2 separate regions of the Ovis aries genome follow, and region 2 is linked to region 1. A link is a contact called in public Hi-C data. All regions are on one chromosome and are shown on one strand. The core of a region is the stretch at or near the end of the contact, and the rest is flanking DNA. Distances in the headings are between cores, read along the strand shown. Region 1 overlaps TMCC1 (transmembrane and coiled-coil domain family 1). Region 2 overlaps IFT122 (intraflagellar transport 122).

Region 1 (6,589 bases), core at 880-3,379:
CATACTATGTTCCTTTAGAGGTCTAATTACTCTAAAGTCTCTATATATTTTTTAATATAAAGGAAAAGGAGATTAAATTTAACTTGAAGAGTAAACTTGCCTTTGCATTATGTTGAGCCTTCATCACAGAAGGAATACAACTCAGATGTTAAAAACAAAACCAAACAGAACTTGGAGTGGCATCCTTATGATGATAACTGTGCACGGTAAGTCTACCAAGGTCAAGAACATCCTAGCTACACCTTCAAATCCACTCTTAGGAAAATCACATTAAAAATCAGCGTAAGATCATTAAGGATAATAAAGGTATCTTGTGGGTCACCACAGAAACATACTGCATTAAAACAAACATACACATTCTGGACCTCCTTGTGGCTCAGCTGGTAAAGAATCCACCTGCAAAGAGGGAGACCTGGGTTCGATCCCTGGGTTGGGAAGTTTCATTTCACACATTTCATTCCACACATTCTAGACCTCTGAGTTAGGGTCAATAAGCCTAAAAGTTACTTCCTTTGGCATACGAGTTTTGTTCTATAAAGTACCTTTACTACAGAACAACTGAAAACACAACTTCATCTCTGATTTATCCCTACTTTTCCATCCCGTATCATTTCTTTGATGATATCATTTCCTTGATAGTATTAGCTACCAAACTGACACTAAATACACAAACGAGAAAGATCTCTATTGGTTTTCATTTTAAAAATACAATTTTCAATGTTTTTGTTTTTAGGAAAACAGACATTATTTTACTAGTTCTCCCAAGCAGACTTTAGGACTTTCAATTTTATCTTTAATTATTTTTAAAAGTATTTATTTACTCACTTATTTGGCTGCACTGGGTCTCAGCTGTGGCATATGGGATCTTTGGCTACAGCGTATGGGATCCAGTTCCCCAACCCGGGATTGAACCCAGACCCACTGCATTGGAAGCCTGGAGTTCCAGCCACTGGACCACCAGGGAATTCACTTTATTTATTTATTTAATTGGAGGATAATTGCTTTATAATTTGTGCTGGTTTCGGCCATACAACAGTATCTCTATTTTTAATTCTAACATTGTCAGTAAATTCTACCCACTCTTCTATCGTCAATTCCATTTCCACAGTTACCAGCTCAGTTCAGTACTTTAAAAGAGCGCCTACTACTACGTATGATAGTCACTACTCAATCCAGCCCATATCCTAACAATTCCCTGAGCTAGTGACTTCTCAAGGTATAATTCCTTCATTGTTAATGGCCTGTCACAGTAGGAGTCATCTCCTCACTTCCGCCTACTTCTCCTGGTCTAGGGGTACCACCTTGTGGTCAGCAACAGGAATTATCCTTCCCATCACCTCGTTTCTTTCCCCTTTGGAAGAACATTATACCTAGGCTTTCTGGTTTTGCACACGGCTCAATTAACTCAATCTTATAAATCTCCCTTTCATTTGAACAGAGTGGAATACCATCCTGCAGTAATTTACTGTGGAGGGTAGTGTTCCTTATTTATAAACCCTGGGAAATCCACATACTCTAAGTCTACAAGCTATTTGTTACTGAATGAGAAAGAATGGGTTTTAGTCTACACCTTTGACAAGGCCACTGGACATGACTATTTTAAAAGCTACATATAAACACAGTAAGTTTATTTAAAAACAAAACAAAACACAGTAGGCCCCAAATGGAGTCTCTTATGCTAATTCTCATATCATCAAACTGAGAACTAAATTACAGTTTTTTGCCTCTCCCAGAAATGGACTCAAACCAGCCAACCAGGAACTGCCGATTAGCACTAGTTAGGTAACCCTTGCCAGAGAAGGCAATGGCACCCCACTCCAGTACTCTTGCCTGGAAAAATCCCATGGACAGAGGAGCCTGGTAGGCTGCAGTCCATGGGGTCGCTAAGAGTCTGACATGACTGAGCGACTTCACTTTCACTTTTCACTTTCATGCACTGGAGAAGGAAATGGCAACCCACTCCAGTGTTCTTGCCTGGAGAATCCCAGGGACGGGGGAGCCTCTGGGCTGCCGTCTATGGGGTCACACAGAGTCGGACACGACTGAAGCGACTTAGCAGCAGCAGCAGCAGCAGCAGCACGTAACCCTTGCCATCCTCTGTAAGGAGAGTAACCTAGCAATAACCAACACACTTTTTGTAACTTCCTGTTCCTGCTCCCTTCTGCCTAGAAGTCTTTTATTCTGTACAGCTCTTCAGAGTTCGTTTCTATTTGCTCAGACTGAATGCTGCCCAATTCATGAATTGTCAAATAAAGTCAGTAAGCTCTTGACTTGGTTCAATTTTGTTTTTTTGAAAACTACTAACACCACCCTTATGGCAGAAAGTGAAGAGGAACTAAAAAGCCTCTTGATGAAAGTGAAAGAGGAGAGTGAAAAAGTTGGCTTAAAGCTCAACATTCAGAAAACGAAGATCAGGGCATCTGATCCCATCACTTCATGGCAAATAGATGGGAAACAGTGGAAACAGTGTCAGACTTCATCTTTTTGGGCTCCAAAATCACTGCAGATGGTGACTGCAGCCATGAAATTAAAAGACACTTACTCCTTGGAAGAAAAGTTATGGCCAACCTAGATAGCATATCGAAAAGCAGAGACATTACTTTGCCAACAAAGGTCCGTTTAGTTAAGGCTATGGTTTTTCCAGTGGTCATGTATGGATGCGAGAGTTGGACTGTAAAGAAAGCTGAGTGCCGAAGAATTGATGCTTTTAAGCTGTGGTGTTGGAGAAGACTCTTGAGACTGCAAGGAGATCCAACCAGTCCATTCTAAAGGAGATTAGTCCTGGGATTTCTTTGGAAGGAATAATGCTAAAGCTGAAACTCCAGTACTTTGGCCACCTCATGCGAAGAGTTGATTCATTGGAGAAGACTCTGATGCTGGGAGGAATTGGGGGCAGGAGGAAAAGGGGACGACAGAGGGTGAGATGGCTGGATGGCATCACTGACTCAATGGACGTGAGTCTGAATGAACCCCGGGAGATGGTGATGGACAGGGAGGCCTGGTGTGCTGCAACTCATGGGGTCACAAAGGGCTGGACACGACTGAGCGACTGAACTGAACTGAACACTTAGACCATGCAACCTAAGTTTAAATAAGACATACAGATTAAACTCTCATTAGTAAAAAACGTTTCAAGTATTGCTCCTCACCCATCAGGCACGGCAGACGGGTGGCTACAGCTAACGGCCTTGACGTGCATTATCATGTTCTCCCCTTTCACAATGCCAAAAAAAATCCAACTTCCGTAACATTTCCTCACAGTACAGGCCTTTGGGACCTTACCCTTTGCTGTTCCCCCAGGTCTCCCTGCAGAGGTTTGGTCTGCTTCCTCGCATCCTCCAGGTCTTTGCTTGTGTATTAGTGAGGTCTTCCCCGACCACTCTGCTTAAAACTTCCCTCCCTGGGAATCTTTATCTTCTTACTCAACGGTCACATTGTGCACTTTACTTACATGTTTTGCTTACCTCCTCCTAAACTTCTCCAGTGCGAGTATTTTCGTTTGTTTGATTCACTCATGTATTCTCAGCGCCTAAGACTGTGGTGGGCAAAGTATGGGCCGAGGCCCAGACGCTGTTCACCAGTCAAACCCCGGCATGCCCGTTCATTTACATATTATGGGTGACTGATTTCATGCTCCGACACAACTGAGTAGTTGCAAGACAGACCAGATGGCGGAAAATACTTACAATGACTACTTACAGAAAAAGTGTGCAGATGCCTAACCTAAAACAATGGTAGGTCTAACACTCAGTGGAACAATTACTGAACAATTACCGAGCAAACACACACAGAGGGGAAATGTCTCCCATCCCACGGTATTTTATACAGATAAAACGGAAGAGTGTCTACACTGAGATATCACTATGAAGCCCTCCCCAGGCTGGCCCCTTGCGGCCTCTCTGAGGCCATCCTGTACTACTGTCCCCCGTCACTCAGCTTTCCACAATGGTCTTGCTATTCCCTGGACAATCAGGCGGGGAACGTGAGCTCCTACCCTGGAGTTACTTCATCCATCTGAGTAGAGAGCCAGCCTCATGACTCATTTCTTCATCTCAAGTCTTCACTCAAACGTTACTTTCTCAGCGAGGCTTACCTTACCTTATACGGCAACTCCCCTCCCCTCTGTACACAGCCCTAATCTCTTTCTTTCTCTAATTCTGCTCTTTTCTTCCCATAATACTCATCACACTTCATCGTAACATATTATTCATTTTTATATCTACTGTATGTTATCTCCTTCAATACCGAGTAAGCCTCCATAACGGCACAAATTTTTGCCTGTTTCATTTTCTGGTGTATTCTAACTACCTAGAAAACTGCCCAGTACATAGCTGGTATTTAATAAGTACTGATGAATAATTAAATGAAAGATTACTCCATTTCAAAAACTTCTCCACATACATTCTCAAACTCCCTAACTAGATATCGTTTCTTGCTCCCTGTCTATTTACTACTAATTCATCAAACCAATAATTCAAGGGCCAAAGTACTGGATGCGTGCTCAGTCGCTCTGTCGTATCTGACTCTGCGACCCCATGGACTGTTAGCCCTTGAGATTCCTCTGTCCGTGGGATTCTCCAGGCAAGAATACTGGAGTTGGTTGCCATTTCCTCCTCCAGGGGATCTTCCTGACTCAGGGATCGATCCGGCACCTCCTGCAATGGCAGGCAGATTCTTTACCACTGAGCCATGCAGGAAGCCGGAAGTACTGGCATGCGGAGTAAGACACACCCCTGCCCTGAGGCAACTCTTCTTTCCGCTCCCACCATCTCATTTTAGACCCAAACTACCACAACCGCCTTCCAGCTCATCTATCTGCATCCCACCTGAATGCAGTGCAACCCACTCTTCACACCATAAACACAGTGATATTTTCTAATCACAAACGTGAAACTCTCCCCTTTGCTTAAAATGCTTTGATACTCCTCATTCCTCTTAAATGGAGAAAAACTCCTGAACACCATCTGAAACCTCTGTCTGAGCTCCTTCCCCTCTCTCCAGCCTTACCCACCGTGTGCTTGCATGAACACGCACACACACCTGCCATCCCGTCCCTCATACTCAGTAAGCGTCCTTCCATCTTAGCACCTTTGCACCTGGAGTTCTCTCTCCATCACCTAATTACCTCAGCTTACCCTCCAGATCTTTGTCATTTCCTCACAGAAGTGACATCCTTAACTAGGTCATAAGTTCCTATAATCGGCTCTAGTAGCATGTGCCACAATTGAAACTTTAGATTTGCTCAAGTGATTATTTAATATGTATCCCCATCTAATGATGAACTCCATGAGAGTAAGGATCACATCTTTTTCTGTACATCACAGTATCCACAGTGACTGGAACACCTCATTATATGTTTGCTGAACGAATGACTGAATGAAAGAGTAAGTCAAGATATGGACAAAAGGAAAAACTTTAGAGGAAAAATAAAAAGCGTGAGAAAGAGTAATAGCTGTTAAGTTGTAGGAGGTAAAGAAGTCCACATGGGCTAAATCATGGGAGGTCTTGCGTATCATTTTAAGGAACTTTCTTTGCCCCTCAGGAAATGATGGAGCCAGTGACTGCTTTTTAAGCAGTGGAAATGACAATGACTTGTTTTAGTATTTCAGATAGCTCTCACAAGCTGTGTCCAGCATGGGGAAAAAAAGAAGTTGAAAGGGCAGTGAGACAGATGAAGGCCTAAACTAGGGCACTGATTCGGAATGGAGAATGGAGGCAACCTTGGGGGTCATGTCATTAAAGAGCAGGAGCAGTCCAGATAGCTCTAAGCTTGCCGACCGGGCTGAATGGGGGCTCCAGAAATTCGGATTCAGTAATTCTTAAAACTCGTGGGCTGACTGCACTGGAATCATCGGAGGCAATATGTTAGGAAGCAAACAGAAATATAATTAGAAGCATTCATTATTAGCTATGACGATCACTCTTCATCCCACTTATTTAATGAAACGGGAAACTATCTTTGGCCACAGCCTCGGGTACTTGCTATTTCTTTTCAGTCACCCAGGCAAAGTGTGCAGAGTACTAGATATAAAGCACAAGAAGTTAACAGGTAATCTAACAGAAACTTACCCGCTCTACAGACACCTCATCCCCCGGCAGACACGCAGCAGCGGCGGCAGCGGCACAAGCTATTTCCATCACCACGGAGCTGGAAGGAGCGTCGGTAGTGGACGAAGACCTGGGTCGGCCGGACTGCATGACGGTTGCCATCTCCTGGCCAGATTTCCTGTTGATCTGGGGACTTCCCTTTGGGGCCTCTGGCTTGCCCCGCCTGCTGTGCAGGCTCGTCCCTCGCTTCATCTTGGGCGGCACGCGGATCTGCTGCAGGACACGATTCAGAGCTGTGGGGTGGGTGGGGACACCATCAGTCTCAGCACACGCGTTCTGGCTTTCCAGATCCACTTCAGGCTCTGTGTCTGCCTGAATCTGCTGCACATCGTGGGGGGACACGGACGACCTCCTGCGCTGGTGCTGGAAGAGATGCTTCAAGCCTTGGCCAATCACGTTAATGTTCTCCAAAGCATTGTGGGTCATTTTAGACAACTTTTGTTCTGATTCTGTTTGCTTTCTGGCCTCTGCATCTTGGGAT
Region 2 (6,252 bases), core at 2,307-4,806, 270 kb before region 1:
GTATTATTTTCTACTTTTAAAATAACTCACTGTTCTCTTTCTTATTATAAAAAACAATAGACATTCATGACCAAAAGAAAATTTGAGGCAAACAAAAAAACATAGGAAATAAAAAATTACCCACAATCTCATCTACCCCCAAACAATCAGTGGTAATTGTTTGGGATCTATCCCTTTAAACCTTCTTCCGTGACTAGCTTTGTTTATTCATTCTTTAATAGAACTAGATCCCACTTTGCTGATTTTCCCACTTCCTATGTAATGATTAATCTTTGGGGATAATTTTTCAGAAGTGATGCTTACCTGAAGAATTCCAGCACACGCAGTGTAGAGAGGAGCTTGCTTCTCCTCTGTGCTGTCCATTTTGTGTCTGATCCCTTCTTCCCTGACCTTCCCTACAACCCATGTTAGCAGCTTAGCGTGATTCAGGCCTTTGGGAGCCAGTTCCTGGCCGAGTGTAGGAGTGGAGCCATCCCCTCACCGTCCGTTGCCCACAGGAGCCCAACGCCAACAGTGTGGCCTGGAACACCCAGTGTGAAGACATGCTCTGCTTCTCGGGCGGCGGCTACCTCAACATCAAGGCCAGCACCTTCCCGGTGCACCAGCAGAAGCTGCAGGGCTTCGTGGTCGGCTACAACGGCTCCAAGATCTTCTGCCTCCACGTCTTCTCCATGTCGGCCGTGGAGGTGCCACAGGTGATCCGGCACCCTGTCTGCCCCCAGCCAGGACAGGTCCTAGGAGCCCGGGGGCAGCCAGGGAGGGAGTGTAGAGGAGACAGGGTGGAGAGACAGGCGTGGCAGTGAGGTCAGGCGGGAGGCACTCTGGACCTGAACCTGAGCCCCGTCTCCACGCTTTGCAACCTCTGGGTGTCTTTGGGCAAGCAGCTCAGCCTCCCTGAGCCTCCATGTCTTTCTGATTGCCCTCTCCTGGAAGGGACAGAGAAGGTATGGAAGGTCGCTTGGCAGCAGACAGCATATTTCCCTGAGAGCCATGCATACAGCTTGTGAGATCTTAGTTCCCCAGCCAGGGATCGAACCTGGGCTCCGGCAGTGAAAGCGCTGACTCCTAATCACTGCTGTGCTGTGCTTGGTTGCTCAGTCATGTCCGACTTTCTGCGACCCTGTGGACTGTAGCCCACCAGGCTCCTCTGTCCATGGGATTCTCCAGGCCAGAATATTGGAGTGGGTTGACATGCCCTCCTCCAGGGGATCTTCCCAACCCAGGGGATTTAACCCAGGTCTCCCGCATTACAGAAGGATTGTTTACTGTCTGAGCCGCCAGGGAAGCCCAAGAATACTGGAGTGGATAGCCTAACCCTTCTTCAAGATATCTTCGCAACCCAGGGATTGAACCAGGATCTCCTGCATTGCAAGTGGATCCCTTACCAGCTGAGCCACCAGGGAAACCCTCTAATCACTGGACTTCCAGGGAATTCCTGGGAATCACTCTTTTATTTATTTATTCACTTTTGGCTGTTCTGGGCCTTCACTGCTGCGTGAGCACCTCTCTAGCTGCGGTGAGCGAGGGCTGCTCTCTAACTGAGGCACGGGGGCTTCTCTAGTTCCAGAACGTGGGCTTCCGTGCTGTGGCTTCCAGGCTCTAGAGCACAAGCTCAGTAGTTGGGGTTCAGAGGCTTAGTTGCTTCTCAGCATCTGGGATCTTCCTGGACCAGGGATTGAACCCATGTCTCCTGTATTGGCAGGCAGATTTTTTACTACTGAGCCACCAGGGACGCCCCCTCCCCAGAGTCATCTTAAATCTTGTAGAATGTATGCCCCTAGACCATTCCTATATGTCTATATAATAGATGCATAGTACACTCTTCTGAGTTTATGACTTTATGTAAACATTTTGAAACAAAAGTGCAACCATGCTGTGAATACTGTTTGCTCCTGGAGATGAAATCTCAGCTTTACCATATTTTCACTGAATGCGGATTTTAAATGAGAGAGACTTTTCATCACCTCCCCTCACCTCTGTCTTCTAGTTAACCTGATTTTACATGTTTGCAGACCCATCACTTTGTAGGCGTTATTGGCCGTCACCTAGCAATTGGGCTTTTCCACCCAGCAATCTATTGGAAACGTGGCTCCACATGAGTAAATGTGCTTCTCTAGCATTTAGAATACTGAGATGATTGTAGAGTCACATGTAATCGGAGGAAATCAGACAGAGATCCTTTGTAACCACTTGCCGAGGCGACCTCGCTGGTAGCAGTTTGCAGAACCATAGTACAAAATCTATCACCTGGGTAGCTGCGCTGCACCAGCACCTCCAGCCCACGAGGACCCTAACCACACTGGCTTCCCGCAGCCCCATTGGTTTTTACTTTATAATTTGATTTACTTAATTTTTTTCGTCTGTGCTGGGCCCTTGCCGCCGCCGCGCAGGCTCTTCTCGAGTTGCGGAGAGCAGGGGCCGCTCTCTAGTTGGCAGTGCGTGGGCTTCTCATTCTGGGGGCTCCTCTTGTTGCGGGGCCCGGGCCCAGGCGCTGTGGCTCCTGGGCTCTAGAGCACAGACAGGCGTTAGAGGGGCCTGGCACGTGGGGGTCTTCCCAGGTCAGGGATCGAGCCCGTGTCTCCTGCGTTGGCAGGCGGATTCTTCACCACCAATCCAGCAGGGAAGCCCTGCCTCCTTGTTCTGATGACTGCTTTCTGTCCCATCACACGATGTCCACAACACACTCAGCCAGTTGGACAGTCATGCCGTTTACAGCTTCTTTGCTCCTGTAGGTGGTGGGCATCTTCCCAGCCAGGTCTTTGCACCAGTCCCAATATAGCTCTGTGGTATACTTTCCCCAGAGTGAAAATTGCTGGGTCAAAGGTCATGGCCACGTGGAGGATTTGTAGACATGTCTCCAGATCGCCCTTCGCTGGGCTCTGTCAGTCGGCGCCCCCTCCAGACACCCCACCTTCACTCACGCTCTCTGCTTTGGCTCTTTTTTCTTTTGCTGTGCCAGGTGGCATGTGACATCCTAGTCCCACCAGCCAGGGATCAGACTCACACCCCCTGCCCTGGAAACACGGCGTCTCAGCCATTGGGCCACTGGGGAAGTCCCTTGGCTTCTTGTACAGGGCGGGGCTGGGGCCTGCTTCTCGCTCTAAACTGACGATGACACCCTTGTTACTGACTGCTTCGGGAATGAATAGAGCCTGACACAGAGCAATTATTCAGTACATGGTAGTGGAATTCAGATCTGAGGAAAAGAAGAAAGCCACAGAAAGGAGGGGAGAGATGGGTGGAATCGGGGCAGAAGGAGGGGCGAGAACCCCTCCCCCCGCAGGACCTTTTCCCCGCAGCCCTCTCTGCTCCCCAGCCCGCGCCCTGGCCCCACAGCCGCTAGAAACTCAGCCTTCCTCCATCGAGCAGACAGGCCTCGTTGAGCTCGAGTTTTCCTCTAGCACTGCTGCCCTGACCTCGAAGATAACAGTTTGTTGCTCCCTGATTGTGGCCGGCCCAGAGGAGCTGGAGGGGCGGCCCTGGGCGCCTCTGCCAAGCCCTGCAGATTCAGGAGCCAGGGCCCCCAGGGCCGCACCAGGGCTGTCCTGCTGATGCAGCAGCTCGGAGCTGCCAGGGGTCAGGAGAGGCAGCCCCAAGACAAAGGCGATTTATCTGTCACCCCTGCCTCCAGCCGGCTTGTGGTTTTGGCCCAGAGGCGAGGGAGAAAGCAGCAGGCCCGCTCTGGGGATTTCTGGTTTCCTTTCGAAATTGACATCATCTTGTGCAAGAACGGGTTCGTCAGGGCTGCCAAGTAGAGCGGCGAGCCCCAGATGGGTCCGGCTCCTTGGGGCGGTTGTGACTTCATGCTTGGAATGCGACAGTGAGACTGCTCAGAGCTCAGAGGGCATTTGTTCGGTTTGAATACTTTTAAAGCTCCTGTTCTCAGATGGCGCCTCCCAGGCCAGCCTGTGTCTTAACCGTGGCTTCCGTGCTCAGTTGGTCATCCATATCCCGTCCCACCCTCATGGGGCTCCACCTGGGGGCCCCTTGAGGGGAGACAACTAGCTTTGAGTTCTGACCCTGCCCCCTAACCAGCCACGGCCTGGAGCAGCCCCTTGCCCTCCGTGCAGTGGAGCTCAATGCATCCATCTTTCAGATTTTGTCTGGCCCAATTCCTATTATTCTTCTTCTCGATCTTTAAATAGCAAACACTACAAAACAACTAACTTGGAACAAAGGTGGTCTACCAGAGGAGCTTAGAAAGGAGAGCTCCTTGTTCTCGGGGAGTGTGCGGAGGCTTCTGTGAGGTGGTGACACTTCATCTGAGCCCAGAAAGGCTTGGGAAGATGGAGAGGAGCCGCAAATGTGTTCTGTGCTGAGAAGTGCAGCGTGGGAGGGAGCAGGCTCACTTTCTCCCGGCACCTTTCCGTTTTCAAAGCACTGGTTGCCAGTGGGCTGGGCAGGGCATGGCAACAGAAGCTGATCCGTTGACCCCAAATCCCTCAGCGAGGATGTGGGCTCACCAGGCCAGGATTCTAGCCCGACCGCTCCCGGTTTCACACCCTGCTGCCCGCCTCGAAGGGAGGAGAGCTGGGCGGGGAGGCCGGGCGGAAAAGGTGAGCCTTCAGCAGCAATCTTGCTGTTAGTTTCCTTCAATCTGAAGCTAAAAAAACAGGACAGGAAATTTCAAAGATAAAGGCCCTGAATGGAGAAAACAGCACTTCCAGCTCCACATTTGGGAACAATTAGCACAGAAGTGCTGGCTGATTGATGTCCCCTGCCCAGGAGGCCCAGGCAGAGGTAGTGCCTCAGCCCCACTTGCTGGCCTTTTGCTGTGGAAACCACCACGGGCCAGTTCACCCTTGTTTTCCTCTGCAGGACACACACACACACACACACACACACACACACACACACGAAGCAGAGAGGGGCACGGAACCTGGTCCGCTTACCCCCGGCCCAGCCCCAGGGCTTCTGCGTTCCACTTCTGGGCCCTTAACAGGTCACTCGAGTCTCAGTCCCTGGGCAGTAGTCGGGGGATAATGACACCTGAGCGCTGAAGAACTGATGCTTTTGAACTGTGGAGAAGATTCTTGACAGTCCCTTGGACAGCAAGGAGATCCAACCAGTCAATCCTAAAGAAATCAATCTTGAATATTCATTGGAAGGACTGACGCTGAAGCTCCACTTCTTTGGCCACCTGATGTGAACAGCCGACTCATTGGAAAACAGTCTGAAGCTGGGAAAGACTGAAGGCAGGAGGAGAAGGGGGCAACAGAGGATGAGATGGTTGGATGGCACCACTGATTCAATGGACATGAGTCTGCGCAAGCTCCGGGAGATGGTGAGGGACAGGGAAGCCTGGCGTGCTGCAGTCCGTGGGGTCGCAAAGAGTTGGACACGACTGAGTCAACAACACCTACCACCCAGGGCGGTGGGACTCCAAAAGCACTTCGGAAACCTAAAAAGAGAAGTTAAGAGGAAGCATTCACAGGTATCAGGGCGAGGCGTCTCAGGCGAGTGATGGGAGAAAGGGTCCCAGCGCCAGGGACGAGGAGAGGGCAGCCTTTCTTGGGATCCGCAGGTTTCTTGGCCCTCTCCACAAGAGGCCATCCCAGGCCTCTTCCTCTTGGTAACGTCGTTCATTCCTTCAGCAGGATGAACAGGCATTAGGTGGAGACTGAGGGCCTGCCGGGGGAGATCAGTACAACCCAGCTGCCACCCTCGGGTTGTGCAGGCCTTGAGGGGGCAGGCTTATAATTAAAATAGAACCTGAGGTCGGGACAAGGGGCAGACTCCTTCCCTTGAGGGAAGGGAGAAGTGACATTTTAACAGGGCCTGTGAAGTGACTTGAGCTTCCCTGGTGGCTCAGATGGTAAAGAATCTGCCAGCACTGCTGGAGACCCTGGTTGGATCCCTGGATCAGGAAGATCCCCTGGAGAAGGGAATGGCAACCCACTCCAGTATTCTTGACTGGGAAACTCCATGGACAGAGGAGCCTGGTGAGCTACAGTCCATGGGCTCACAGCAGAGCTGGACATGACTGAGTGATTAACAAAGTGACTTGGGTAACTTTGCAAAGAACGAGGGGGGCAAGGGCACTCCAGGTGAGGGTGACATCTTGTAATGAGGCCCCCCCTCTCCCCCCAGCCCTGGAGGTGGGCACAGCCCGTGGGGGTGGCGGGGAGGTGAGTGGAGGCGTGTGCTGTGAACACGATGCTTCAGTGGCTGTGAACGGAGTGGCCGATGGAAGGCCGTCAGCGGGGCTCGGGGAGGCCTGAGCTGGGTGCTGGGGGTCCTTGTGGCCCGGCT

Evidence for each region. Hi-C and Micro-C count contacts between places; a contact is called where the count stands out from the background.
Region 2: a Hi-C map of muscle shows a contact between it and region 1, with 4 times the contacts expected there. The contact joins two enhancer-like sites. A contact is called at or near these places in 4 of 16 Hi-C or Micro-C datasets (hypothalamus, mixed tissues, muscle and 1 more).

What each region holds. Positions count from the first base shown.
Region 1 is chr19:55,942,706-55,949,294 of ARS-UI_Ramb_v3.0, reverse strand. TMCC1 (transmembrane and coiled-coil domain family 1) reads right to left here. Exons shown (of 7, transcript XM_060402950.1): 4 at 6,070-6,341. The coding sequence starts at 6,300. Among named protein-coding and RNA genes, the nearest start is that of TMCC1, 50 kb to the right of the region's middle. Within about 2 kb of position 2,129, at least 4 of the 54 cell types and tissues checked have an H3K27ac peak or open chromatin away from gene starts, as enhancers often do.
Region 2 is chr19:56,215,400-56,221,651 of ARS-UI_Ramb_v3.0, reverse strand. IFT122 (intraflagellar transport 122) reads left to right here. Exons shown (of 30, transcript XM_004018536.5): 15 at 498-695. Among named protein-coding and RNA genes, the nearest start is that of IFT122, 35 kb to the left of the region's middle. Within about 2 kb of position 3,556, at least 32 of the 54 cell types and tissues checked have an H3K27ac peak or open chromatin away from gene starts, as enhancers often do.